Linked DNA regions of Mus musculus: region 2 is linked to region 1. Evidence: chromatin contacts called from public promoter capture Hi-C data. All regions are on one chromosome and are shown on one strand. The core of a region is the stretch at or near the end of the contact, and the rest is flanking DNA. Distances in the headings are between cores, read along the strand shown. Region 1 holds the start of Dll1 (delta like canonical Notch ligand 1). Region 2 has its middle 6.7 kb from the start of Gm5091.

The links. Promoter capture Hi-C pulls out the DNA fragments that hold promoters and counts their contacts.
Region 2: a contact with region 1 is called in a promoter capture Hi-C map of embryonic stem cells, with 14 read pairs. The contact joins the enhancer-like site here to the promoter of Dll1 in region 1. A contact is called at or near these places in 12 of 39 promoter capture datasets (the HPC-7 cell line, cranial neural crest, embryonic stem cells and 3 more), 18 of 484 Hi-C or Micro-C datasets (the HPC-7 cell line, the N1E-115 cell line, brown adipocytes and 6 more), 25 of 115 datasets of contacts at active chromatin or transcription factors (craniofacial prominence, embryonic forebrain, embryonic hindbrain and 9 more) and 4 of 9 other capture datasets (adipose tissue, embryonic stem cells, liver and 1 more).

The regions. Positions count from the first base shown.
Region 1 is chr17:15,373,571-15,379,739 of GRCm38.p6, reverse strand. It overlaps Dll1 (delta like canonical Notch ligand 1), which reads left to right and starts at 3,917. Exons shown (of 11, transcript NM_007865.3): 1 at 3,917-4,553; 2 at 4,781-5,074; 3 at 5,790-5,850; 4 at 6,046-6,169. The coding sequence starts at 4,500.
Region 2 is chr17:15,244,443-15,250,611 of GRCm38.p6, reverse strand. No RefSeq gene overlaps it. Among named protein-coding and RNA genes, the nearest start is that of Gm5091, 6.7 kb to the right of the region's middle. Within about 2 kb of position 2,636, at least 92 of the 459 cell types and tissues checked have an H3K27ac peak or open chromatin away from gene starts, as enhancers often do. A contact at or near this core is called in the N1E-115 cell line, cortical neurons, craniofacial prominence and 9 more, where this site is marked.

The DNA of each region.
Region 1 (6,169 bases), core at 2,668-5,167:
ACTGAACCTGTGCTTGGCCTAGTCTGAAAACTGTTTGGGAGTTATGCATGGATACTGCCCTGTCTGCAGCCACGGTTAACTCTGTATCTTGAGAAGTGAGCCTTTTAGGTGTGTGCATGAAGGAATTGGGTCAGGACTAGGTGACCTGTGCTGAGGATGGGCACGACTAATTCAATAAAATTGTGCCTGGGAGTTTTTATTACCACATGGACCAGTAAAATACAGAAAACAATCAGGATCAATAACAGACAGAACTCCAGATGCACTTGTTGTGGCTTTAATTCTGATTATTATGCAACCTGAGTCTGCCCTATCCACCCATTGCAATTATTCAGATTGGGGCTGGGGGGGGGGGGCATGTGGAAAAAAATCAACACTACCACCAGACAACAAATACTTCCTTCTAGTCCTGTATCTGATGTATTCGGTGTCTCCTCAGCTCTAATGAGCCACACTTTGTACAGTAAATTTGCTGAAACATCAAAAAGCATTTAAAAGAAAGTTTCCTTCTTTCTTCTAATGGTGAAGGTGAGGATTTATGGTGTGTGGGGAGGGGAAATCTGTTGGCTAGGCCAACATTCAGGCAAATCTATTTAACATACTCTGGCTTAAGCTCCCTCCTGCATTTGGGGGGTTCTGAGTGCTTAGCTGTGGGAGTATAGAGACATGCAGTTAGGGAGTGAAAAAACGCCATTTGGTTCGGAGCAGATGGCTGGCTAGGGGGCTGATGGCGTCTAAAGGCGTGTCATCCCCCTCCCGGCTCGAATCCCTAAGGGCTCCCCTTGTCTTCCCAATCAATGAAAATTAAAGTGCAAAGAAAGGATGAATAGCTGGACCTCGAGTCTGTCCTTTGTTCCTCTCAGCTACTGGTACGCAGGAGTTAAACTACAACAGGCTCCTATAGAATCACTGAAGTTAAACAGTCTCCCCGTTAGCTCTGTGTTTGAAAGAGAAGGGAATAGGAACCAACTTAGGGGTGGACGATTGAGAATGGGGAAACAGGAGGATGAGGAGGAGGAAGAAGAAGAGCAGAAGGAGTAGGAGGGAGGAAAAAAAGAGCTTTCTGCTTGATTTCCCCAATACAGAATGGTGTGGCATAAATTAAGTTGGAAAAGAATGAATGCGTTGGGCAGGATTCTGATGGATTTTACGATGCCTTTCAGAACTGCTTTGCCACTGTAATCGAGAAATCTGTGCCATGTCAATTTAACAAATACTTAATACTAAGGGGGGTTTGTTCAAGATTTGGGACAAGTCCACCCCTCTCAGGGTCTAAGCCCTTGCGCGTGAAACTTTTCATTTCCAGTTTTCTAAACAGGCATTCAAACAAGCCTGGTTTCCACTTCCATCTTCTAATTAAAAGGTTCCTGATATTTCATTTCTTCTTGTAATCTCGAAGGCACAGAGGAGTCTGCATCTGACCTTGTTTCTTTTCTTCTTTGAATCCCCTCTGCTGTAGGAACCCCCTGTCACCTGAGTCCCACTCCCAAGTCCCAACAGAGAGCAGCTTCAGAGCTCTGAGAAACAGAGTTCTCAGAAAGTAACTTTCCCAGGAAACATTAGCTAGTGAAAAAGGAATCCTAACACTAGGTGGCAAGATTAAGTTAGGATTCAAGCTAGCCCAGCCTTGTGGTGATGTAGCAAATCCCTACACAGTTTACAAAGGACAGGGACTGTTTTTGCCACGGCCATGGGGGTGTGCCTTAGGGGTGTCAGTATCTTTTGAAGCCTCCATTTGTTCTATAATAAACAGGTTTTTTAAAAAGTGGGATCTAACCCTGCCTTTCTCACCTCAGCCTTGAGTATTATACACATGGCTTTTTGGTTAACTCTTTGATTGTCTGTGAGTTGGCGATGACGACGTGAAGTGCAGAAATTCCTGTTGATTCTGAAACTTTGAAAGTGTTTGGGAGACAGGGTAGCAGTAGGCAGGCTGGGTCATCAGAAAAGGAGCTGTAATTTCAGTTGCCAGATGGCCCAACACAGATGATTCTGCCCAGTAACTGCTAGATTCTTGTTAGCAGTGTTTCTCTGGGCATGCGAAGGTTTTCCTCTCTTTCTGTGCATTATATACATCTTGCTCCAGATACTGGCCTAAATGATCAAGCTACTCTGCCAGGACAGGGCTCATTCTCACCAACAGGACAGCAACACCTACAGTGAGGACACCTGTCAGGTACACCCTAGGGGCTGTGCTACAATCAAAGGAACACTAGCTCCAAGAATCACACCTCGGGATTCTAATGAAGCTGCCTAGGTGGTGGGGGTGGAGTAAAGAGGCCCCTCTAAAGATGGGAATATACAGCTCATGGCATGCTCAACACAAAGCTAGGTGCTAAGTCAGAGACTATATCTCCATTTACTTTTCTCTGGAGCTTGTAACCAGGGGAGCCGTTTAGGTAATTCATTGTGATACGTGTGTCCTGGGCCCTCCCAATAAACTCATTTCCCTTAAAAAAAAAAAAAGAAAAAAAAGAAAACAAAAGTTCTAGTGTCTGATGGATGTGTAAAAACCTAATAAGGTGACGGTTGTGTAAAGGTTATGTGTTGGGGGGTGAGGTGGGGGGAGTCTTTCAAACATGTGCCGGACATTGTCGCAGAGGCCGCGGCGTGCGCGGAGGGGAGCTCTTTCTCTCCGCATTGTGCAGAGAGCAGGTGCTGTCTGCATTACCATACAGCTGAGCGCACAAAGAGCCACTGATTCAGCCTCGCACAATAACAGACTGCCTTAATGACAGCCACGCGAACGACACACACCAAACTCACTTTTTACCAAGCAGAGGGAGGCCTGAGGGGAATACCCAGGAGAGTGGGACCGGACACCAGTGAAGGTGGTGTTGGTTGAAAATCTCCCGGGAGAGGGTGTGTACACCGGGAAAGGGGTAAGCTTAGCTTTTGGCTCTGCTGGCTCAGGGAATACACTATCCGGACCCCAATTCCCCATTTCCAGTGATCGTGGACAACACGGAGACAGCAGCGCTCCGGGACACTGCGGTGTCTGGGGGTGTCCGGCCCGGATCGCTAGCCCATCGGCACTCTCCGAGGCTCAATCGCCAGGCTTCACCAGAGGTATAAGCGTGCCTAACCTCCCCAAACTTCCCAAACTGCCGGGGTGCTCTTGCCACCCTTTGCCCACCTCTTCAAGGGTCCCTTTCCTACCGGGCACCCCGCCCCCGCCCCCTCCGGGAGACTCCTCCTTAGAAAGAGGCTGCCAGGGAGGAGGGGCAGCAGCAGGGACGCGGGCCTCTAACCTCTCCCCGGTTCCTCAGTCCCTAGGACTGAACAAACGAGGAGAGCCTAGGCGGCTAGTGTTGGAAACGCCAAGGTCCGGAGGCCGCGTCCTGCGAGCGAGTCTAGCGGTGACCGCGAGTGGGAGGCTCAGGCCGCCCAGCGTGCCTAGGGTCTTCGGGCCTGTGGCGGTGGGGCGGTGGGCGACGCGGCCTCAGCTCCAGCTCCGGGAGCAGAGCGGTTCGTCTCCGGGAACGTTTTGCAGGAATGTAAATGAGCGGGTTTTGCGCTGGGGGAGGGAGGCGAAGGGGCGAGGGCGGAGGCAGAGAGGACTAGGGGGCGGGGAGGTGGGGGGCGGGGAGGAGGGTTGCACATTTTACAGCTCACTGACCATTTGGCGATCCATTGAGAGGAGGGTTTGGAAAAGTGGCTCCTTTGTGACAGCTCTCGCCAGATTGGGGGGCTGCTCATTTGCATCTCATTAGTTATGCGAGCGGCCGGCAGGATTTAAGGGTGGCAGGCGCCAGCCCGGGCCAGATCCTCCGGCGTGCACCCGCGGTTACCCTGTCTGACCAGGGCAGGTCACGGGAGAGCACCGGTGCGGCACGGAGCCTCCCACGCTTCGGCCTCCGGTCCTCGGTGTGTGTTCTCGCATGGCATTGGCTGAATTCTTGAGGAAGACGCGAGGCTTGGCGATAGTGCAAGAGATACCGGTCTAGAACACTCTGGGAGCGGCAGCGGCTGCCGAGTGACGCCGGGCCGGGAAACCAGGGCGCGCGCCGCAGTCCTTGCCACCACCGTTCCCACCGCGCCCCTCGGGGCCCCGGATTATCGCCTCACCGGTGGGATTTCCAGACCGCCGCTTCCTAATAGGCCTGCGAAGGAAGCCACTGCAAGCTCTCTTGGGAATTAAGCTGAACATCTGGGCTCTCTTCCCTCTGTGTCTTATCTCCTTTCTCCTCTTTCCCTCCGCGAAGAAGCTTAAGACAAAACCAGAAAGCAGGAGACACTCACCTCTCCGTGGACTGAAAGCCAGACGAAGAGGAAACCGAAAGTTGTCCTTTCTCAGTGCCTCGTAGAGCTCTTGCCGGGGACCTAGCTGAAGGCACCGCACCCTCCTGAAGCGACCTGGCCCTGATAGCACACCTGGAGCCGAGAGACGCCTTTCCGCCAGTACTCCTCGGGTCATATAGACTTTCCTGGCATCCCTGGGTCTTTGAAGAAGAAAGAAAAGAGGATACTCTAGGAGAGCAAGGGCGTCCAGCGGTACCATGGGCCGTCGGAGCGCGCTAGCCCTTGCCGTGGTCTCTGCCCTGCTGTGCCAGGTAGGGGGCCGGGCGGGGCTGCTGCGCGGTGGAGGGAGGGGAGTCGGACCAGCCGATCAGCTGTCCATCCCCAAGTGACTCCGGCAGCGACGACCCCGAGAGCTGCCCGGCAGCGGGCAGCTCCGGATGGGCGCTGAGGTGCGCTCGGCCTCTGCGTCCTAGCAAGGGCCCGCGCGCCCCCGGGTCCCTCCGCCGCCGGCGCGACCTCACGCCCCTTCCCCGCGCAGGTCTGGAGCTCCGGCGTATTTGAGCTGAAGCTGCAGGAGTTCGTCAACAAGAAGGGGCTGCTGGGGAACCGCAACTGCTGCCGCGGGGGCTCTGGCCCGCCTTGCGCCTGCAGGACCTTCTTTCGCGTATGCCTCAAGCACTACCAGGCCAGCGTGTCACCGGAGCCACCCTGCACCTACGGCAGTGCTGTCACGCCAGTGCTGGGTGTCGACTCCTTCAGCCTGCCTGATGGCGCAGGCATCGACCCCGCCTTCAGCAACCCCATCCGATTCCCCTTCGGCTTCACCTGGCCAGTGAGTGGGCACCTGCGCGCACTCGGCTGGGTCTGGAGGGGTAGGGGTGGCTGGTTGGTGGTTGGCAGTGGGAAGAAGGCAAGGGCCACTGATAAGGGTTGGGGAATCCCACAAAGACACGCCTGAGGTCTTGACTTCTTACTGGGAACTGACTGGCAGTTGAGGAGGGGGTGTGGAACCCCAGAGGCTTTTGCAAGCCCTGGGCATTTCTCACACACCTCCTACTTACCTGAAAGGTCGAATGCTTCCCTCCCCTACCCCCAAAGTTGGGAGAGTTCTTGTCCCCTAGCTCTTAGGCCTTGGTTGGGTTGCTACCAGTGCTGGGGCTGCTCTCCATCCTCGAGGTTCCACCCCCAGAAAACAAATGACAGCTGCCCTCTCCTCTTCCTGCACCCCACCTTGCTCCATCAAGTACTCTCCCCCCTTTTTAAAATACAATTTCCTGTATTAACATGTTTTTAAAAAACCAAACCCACACACGGTGTGTGTGTGGGGGGGGACACTCTTTAAAATTCTTCTAATTAAGGAAAGTGATAGGAGTTGACCTTCATTGGCACAACACAGAGATCTGAGAGCCTCTGTACTTGGTTCTCTTTAATGCCTCTCCTCCTCCTCCAGCTCCTCCTCCTCCCACTCCTAGTCTCCCAACTCCTCCTCCTCCCCTTCCTCCTCCTCCACACTTCCGGTTATCAAGCATCTTCTCCCCTTTCCCTAGGGTACCTTCTCTCTGATCATTGAAGCCCTCCATACAGACTCTCCCGATGACCTCGCAACAGGTAAGACTCCAAGCCCCTAAACTATGCATTCTCCCCATTGATACACAGTTTACCCACTCAGCCCAGGCCTCTTACCTTCACTCTGCACCTGGAGTTCAGAGAAGAAGGGTCCTTGGCTTGACAGCATCCATACCACTCTCTCGGTTCCTAGCGTCTAGGTGTTATCATTACCAACCTGAGCATCTTCTCTCTCAGAAAACCCAGAAAGACTCATCAGCCGCCTGACCACACAGAGGCACCTCACTGTGGGAGAAGAATGGTCTCAGGACCTTCACAGTAGCGGCCGCACAGACCTCCGGTACTCTTACCGGTTTGTGTG
Region 2 (6,169 bases), core at 1,387-3,886, 130 kb after region 1:
AGATAGAATGCAGGTGTGAAAGACAGGTCAGGACTGGAGGTTCGGAGGTGAAGAGTCTGTGTTGTTCTTGCAGAGGACCCAGGTTTGGTTCCCAACACCCACATGGTAGCTCACACTTCCCTGTGACTCCAGTTACAGGGATCCAATGCCTTCTTATGATCTCCAGGGCCCTGCATACAAAGTACACAACAGATACAGAATATAAAAATAATTCAAAAAAAGACAGAGGTCAGAATAGGACTGAGTGAACAAAGACCTTGTCCCTTGACTATTGGTCGCCACCCTAGGGAGTCTTTCCTGTGGAGATCATTGCAGCATGGAGACCTCCATCACCTGCCCCTGCACACCCAGGGTGCTGTCTTTCTAAACTGGACTCTCTAATAACCCATGCTTTTAGCATCCCATTTCAACTTTAATCTGTTCCCTGGGAGGAGTCTTCCCTTTGAATCAGCATTTAAATTAGTTCCAACTGTCATCATGCCTGAACATATAGGTAGACAACCTCTTCCTTGGCGATAGGGTCTCTAATGTCCCCTACTTTCTTGAAACTCAAAGCAAGAACACTTATAAAATCAATTAGCTCTGCAAAGTGTCCCATCCCAAAGTCTCCACCAAGAACTCAGATGCCTCCTGGTTATTTGATATCTGAGCCAAACCTCCTGACTTCATGTGAAGTTCTTGTGCCTGTATAGAAGGCCAGTGTGGTGGTGGTGGTGGTGGTGGGGTGGACCCCCAGTAAGGAGGGAACCAATAGCTTGCTGTTCACAGGTGGCTTGATGGCTGAACATGTAGTACAGTTCTATAAAAGTGACAGGAAGCATGGCGTTTGACTACAAACTATTAGTCTAGTGACTGTATGCAAGAAGAGAGGAACATTTCCCGGATGGTGCTAGGGGAGAGACTGTTCACATCTCTGAGGGCTGGCTCCAGGATGGAACTACAAGCCCTAGCTGGGGATGTGGGCTGTCCTGTGTTCGGTGCAGCTATTTTCTCACATGACAAACCCAGGGAGGTGACAGCCTTAACCCCACAGGGTCATCAGTAGGCAGACATACCATCACCCTGTCAACAGTCTTCCAAGTATAAGATATGACAGTGAAGAGCAGTGAATAGCAGCACCCTCACTGCAAGTCTGAGCATGGAGATGGTGTTCCAGTGGAACACCACGCAGAGTTCCTTCTCCTTAGAGGCACTGGGAGCCCCCCACATCAGCAAGTCCCAGATTTTAGCCTCTGTTCAGAGGAAGACAGAGCCCAGGCGCTCAGAAGAGGGTGGCTTTGGGGTGGAGGCAGTGCCCTTTCGCTGACACGTTTATTGGGTTACTATGTCAAGCACCTGTTTTGTCTTTGGGAGAACTGAGCTGGAGGCCTCCAAAGGCCATCTCTTAAGCCAGGCCTTCGAGTCCCACCTAAAGTCAACAGAGGAGACAAGGAAGCACCAATAGAGTGTTTTCTTTTCAGTGGTCGAAATGCCCAGAGCCCACTGTTTTCCACCAAGCTCTGGCAGAGCATAACCTTTCTGAGACTATCAGTAACCGTTCAATTAGCCTCAGGAAACTAGAGCTTTGCAGACAGACCTCAAGAAGTTCACGTGGCTACGCTTTCCGCACGGGCTGATCCTTGCTCGGGAGTTGGTAATAATGCCAGGCCACACCACTGCCCCTTTTAAAGATCAACCATAATATCTCAGAAGCTCAGGGCAAGCTGCCTGTTTGGCATCATCACAACACTCTCAGAAATGTTCTAATTGATATATATATATATATATATATATATATATATATATATATATATATTCTTCTGTCTTCTGCAGTCATCCCTACAACTTGAAAAGTAAACTTTTCTCTTTGTACTTAACTGACTTGAGGCAAGAAGAGCTAGGAGCATTGCGGGGCTGCTGTTGTCTGGTCCAGAGGCGGGTCATCCTGTCCTGCCTCTCTTTTATGTGACATTCTCTTTGTGAACAGGTGTGAGGGCCCAGCTTTGAAACTCGAGCCTGCAGCCTGGCCTGGAGCAGGGGAACCAGGGGCCTGGGGCAGCTGCTGTGCCTCCCCTTCAATCCCTGCGTTCCCTCAACCTCCTTCTCCCCTTCTTTGGCTTCCTCTCATCCTCCCACCCTCCCCCTTTGTCTTCTGTTCCTCCTTGTCTTTGTCCTTCACTACTCTCCTTCTTGATCCTCCTCCCTCCCCCTCCCCTTTCTCTGCTCTCTCACCTCCCCCTGCTCCTCCCCCTGACCCCCCTTCCCCTGTTCCTGCCACTGGAGCATCAGCCTGGCAGAGGCTGGGAGCAGGAGCAGGCCAGGCTCACTGCACCGCGTGAGAGCAACTCTGAGGACCTGTCTGGCCCAGGGTCAGGAGGTCATAGAGGTGGGCGGGGCCCGGGCAGCAGATTGGGAGCCCCCTGCCCCAGCAGCGTCATTTAGACAAACAAGCAGATGGCAGGTGTCAATGGGGACAAAGAGCCATCTGCGCAGCGAGGCTGCCCCACTGTCTCTCACAGGGACTTCATTAAGCCCGACGTCAGATAGCTGTGCTTCAGTCAGAACCAGCAGGGCCCTCGCTGGCTAGAAGAGGGGCTGTAGCTCTGAGCTCTACCCAGCGCTATGCCTGCCAGGCCAGACACAGGCCACAGGGGCGGGGCCTGTGTGTTCACAGTAGGGCTCCTGTCTGCTTTCAAAGGGCCAGCCTTGCCGACTGTGGTAACCTAATGGCTGCCAGAGGCAGGTCTGGTGATGGAATTTAGCATCTCAATGGCTCCCCCTCTAGCATCCATGGCTGCTTTCCGGATACCGGTCCTTGCACCGATGCTCTCAGGTAGCAGCACAGCAAAGCCCTAGATATACAAAGCTGGTACTGGGCTAAGGATCAGTAGAGTTGTACAGCTCCCCAGGAGAATGGGATCCGAGGCCATGGTCCAGGCAGCTCTTGCGGGGTGGGGGGTGGGGGGGGCGGGCAAGAATGATGTAGCCATCCTGAATCTTCCTAGCTAGTCACGTGGGGGAGGTTCTGGATTTGGGCATTGGTGAGAAAGGGCCCCAATCCAAGTGTCACCTTGGCCAATGTCTCTTCATTCAGGATGGAAAGGTTAAGTACCGATGCTGGTTGGTTTTTATAAACTTGACAAAAACCTGGACTTAACAGGGAAGAGAGAATCTTATTTTTTTTTCTATTTTTTACACTCCATATTTTATTCCCCCTCCCCATCCACCCTCCAACTGTTCCACATCCCATACCTCCTCCCCACCTCCTTGTCTTCATGTGGATGTCTCCACCTCCCTACCCCACCTGACCTCTAAATTCCCTGGGGCCTCCAGTCTCTTAAGGGTTAGGATGAGAGAATCATAACTGAGAAAATGGCCTCACAGATTGGCCTGTAGTCAAGTGTCTGACGTTATTGACTTGATTCGTGATTGACATGGGAGGGCCCAGCTCACTGTGGGCAGTACCAGTCCTGGGCAAGTGGTTACGGGTGGTATAAGAAAGCAAGCTGAGCAAGCTTCCTGCACAATTACAATCAGAAATCTGGGCAAGAGCAGCCAGTGAGCAAGACAGGGATGTGTGTAAGTTCAACCGCTCCTCTCCTACTAGACACCCACACATTTCAGTGTGAGATTATAGCCTCTGCCAACCTCTCTCTCTCTGTGTGTGAGGAAGATAGCAAGACAACCTCACATAGGTTGCACCTGAGGAGGTGACGTGGACCCAAGGATAGCAATACAACCTGTTGCCATTGAGGAAGGAAACACGTGGCCATACCTTCTAAAGTATTCTGGGAAGAGTGTAGGATGATCAGGGTGAGACATGCTCCTGGCAAGGGTCTGGGTAAATACTGGGAAACTGTGGACAGAACACAGAACGGTGTGGAGCCCCTGGAGGGGGGTGGCTTATGGATGATCCCTGGGCTCTGGTGCTAGAAACTGGAGGGACTCATGAAGAAGAGATAAGGGAGGTGGCAGAAGAGACAGAGGGTGCCATTGTGCAGAGCTGTAAGCCATGGGAAAGGTTGCATTTCATTTTAAATGTACAGATCAGTGAACAGGCCTTTTAGATAAACTTCATGAGAATATAGCTTGACTTGTCATGTAAAGGGCTCTTAGGACCATAACACAGGCACTACACTAATCCAATCAGGATACCATTGCCCCACAGAAAACCTCCATCTATTACCTACCCATCTCCAGTCTTCTCAAACCATACCCTCCGAAATGAGCACTGTACATTTTATGTAAATGAGGTCCCAAGACCTGGGCTTTTATGTTCGCTTTCTTCCAGTCAGCTATGTGTGGGAGACTAATGTTGTGTCACATGCTAACACATCATTGGCTTTTCCCGATACACAGTGTTTCATTGCTCTCTTGGTGATGAATAATGAAGCAATTGGAGCCCTTTGATTATAAATAGTGATACTGTCTGTATTTATGTGGATATGCTTTTCCACTTTTTTTTTCTTCTGAGACAAGGTCTCATTCTATATCCTAGGCTAGCCTCAAATTCATAGAGAATCTTCCTGCTTCAGTCTCACAGGTGCTGAAGTGACAGACAAAAGCTTCCAGGTCTGGTTGTGTTTTTATTTGTCCTTCATAGATACCTAGGAATTCAATTTTTGGCTCATGGGATAACTTCACATTTGTCCTTTGAGGAGCTGTCAAACTATGACAGGTTTTAAGCAGGAATGTCTTAGTTAGGGTTTTACTGCTGTGAACAGACACCATGACCAAGGCAACTCTTATAAGGACAACATATATTTGGCGTTGGCTTACAGGTTCAGAGGTTCAGTCCAGTATCATCAAGGTGGGAACATGGCAGCATCCAGGCTGACATGGGGCAGGAGGAGCTGAGAGTTCTACATCTTCTGAAGGGCTGCTAGAAAACTGGATGAATGAGGGTATTAAAGCTCACGCCCACAGTGACACACTTCCTCCAACAAGTCCACACCTACTCCAACAAGGCTACACCTCCTAGTAGTTCCACTCCCTTGGCCAAGCATTTACAAACTACCTCAAGGACTATAGGGATGTACTGTAATTCTTAGTATAGATATGGCTTTTTATTTCACATACCCAGCACCCAATTTTGAAAGTTGGATGGGGTATAGCAAGGAATAGCTTGCTCCTTCTTGCTTGAAATGTTTGTTTAATCAAGGAGACATGGGAAGCTAAGTACGGTGGAACATGTCTGGAGTTTTAAGTCTTTTAAGTCATGTACCGGTGCTATGTGAACTCCTCATGGCTGTGGCTTCTTCTGATAAGGTGTCCATGGGCTGGGGTCTGATATGGTAGTTCTGGGATTCAAGCAATAATATCCACTGACTTCTGTCTGGAAATTCTTTCTGAAAGCTGGGGTGACAGTTTTCTGACCAGCACCTACCCAGCAGATACAAACTGTAAGCAGAGCAATAACTATATAATAAATATGTAAATACACAAATGAGCAAGCCATGCATGGGAGTAGAGTATGTGAGGACCAGGAGGAAGTTTACTCAAAGGGCTACTGTAAAGCCTGGGCAATTGGAGGACTGAGTGAAGCGGGGGACCTATCTTGTGTTCCACAATGGAAGGAAAGAAGGCTCTCTGGCCACTCTCTGGGTTTGCCACCAGTATATAATTGAACAGAGATGAGGATATATTGAATTGTAAAGAAACCAGACGAGGAGCTAAACCCACAATGAGCAGAGCAAAGGAAAAAATAGACTCTGTCTGGAAATTAGTAAGATTTAAAAGATGGTGGGGGAAGGGCAAGGAAGGTAGGAGAGAGAAAGAGAGTAGACAGGTCAGTAAAACTCAAAACTGATTATTTGAAAAGATTAATTACCCTTGTGTTATCTCTTGTCAAACTGTGCACAAAGGGACGGAGACGGGCTGCAGGTGCTGCGTGGGAACACGGACACAGGGTCTGAATGTACCAAAGGAAGGTTAATATGAGAGAAAGGAGATTCTGGAATTTAAAAGAAAAACTTACACTGTGGCTAAAGACACTAGTTAATTTCTTGTTGCCATAAATTCAACAATTTGGTTGAAAAGGACAATATCACGAAAGCTACTAGAACCAAAACTCACTAAAAAAGAACTTAAGATGAAGAGCTCAGTATATATTAAAGGAACTAACTTTATTCTTATTTCAGTTTTGTGTGTGTGTATGTAGTGTATGTGTGTGTGTGGTATAAGCATGTAT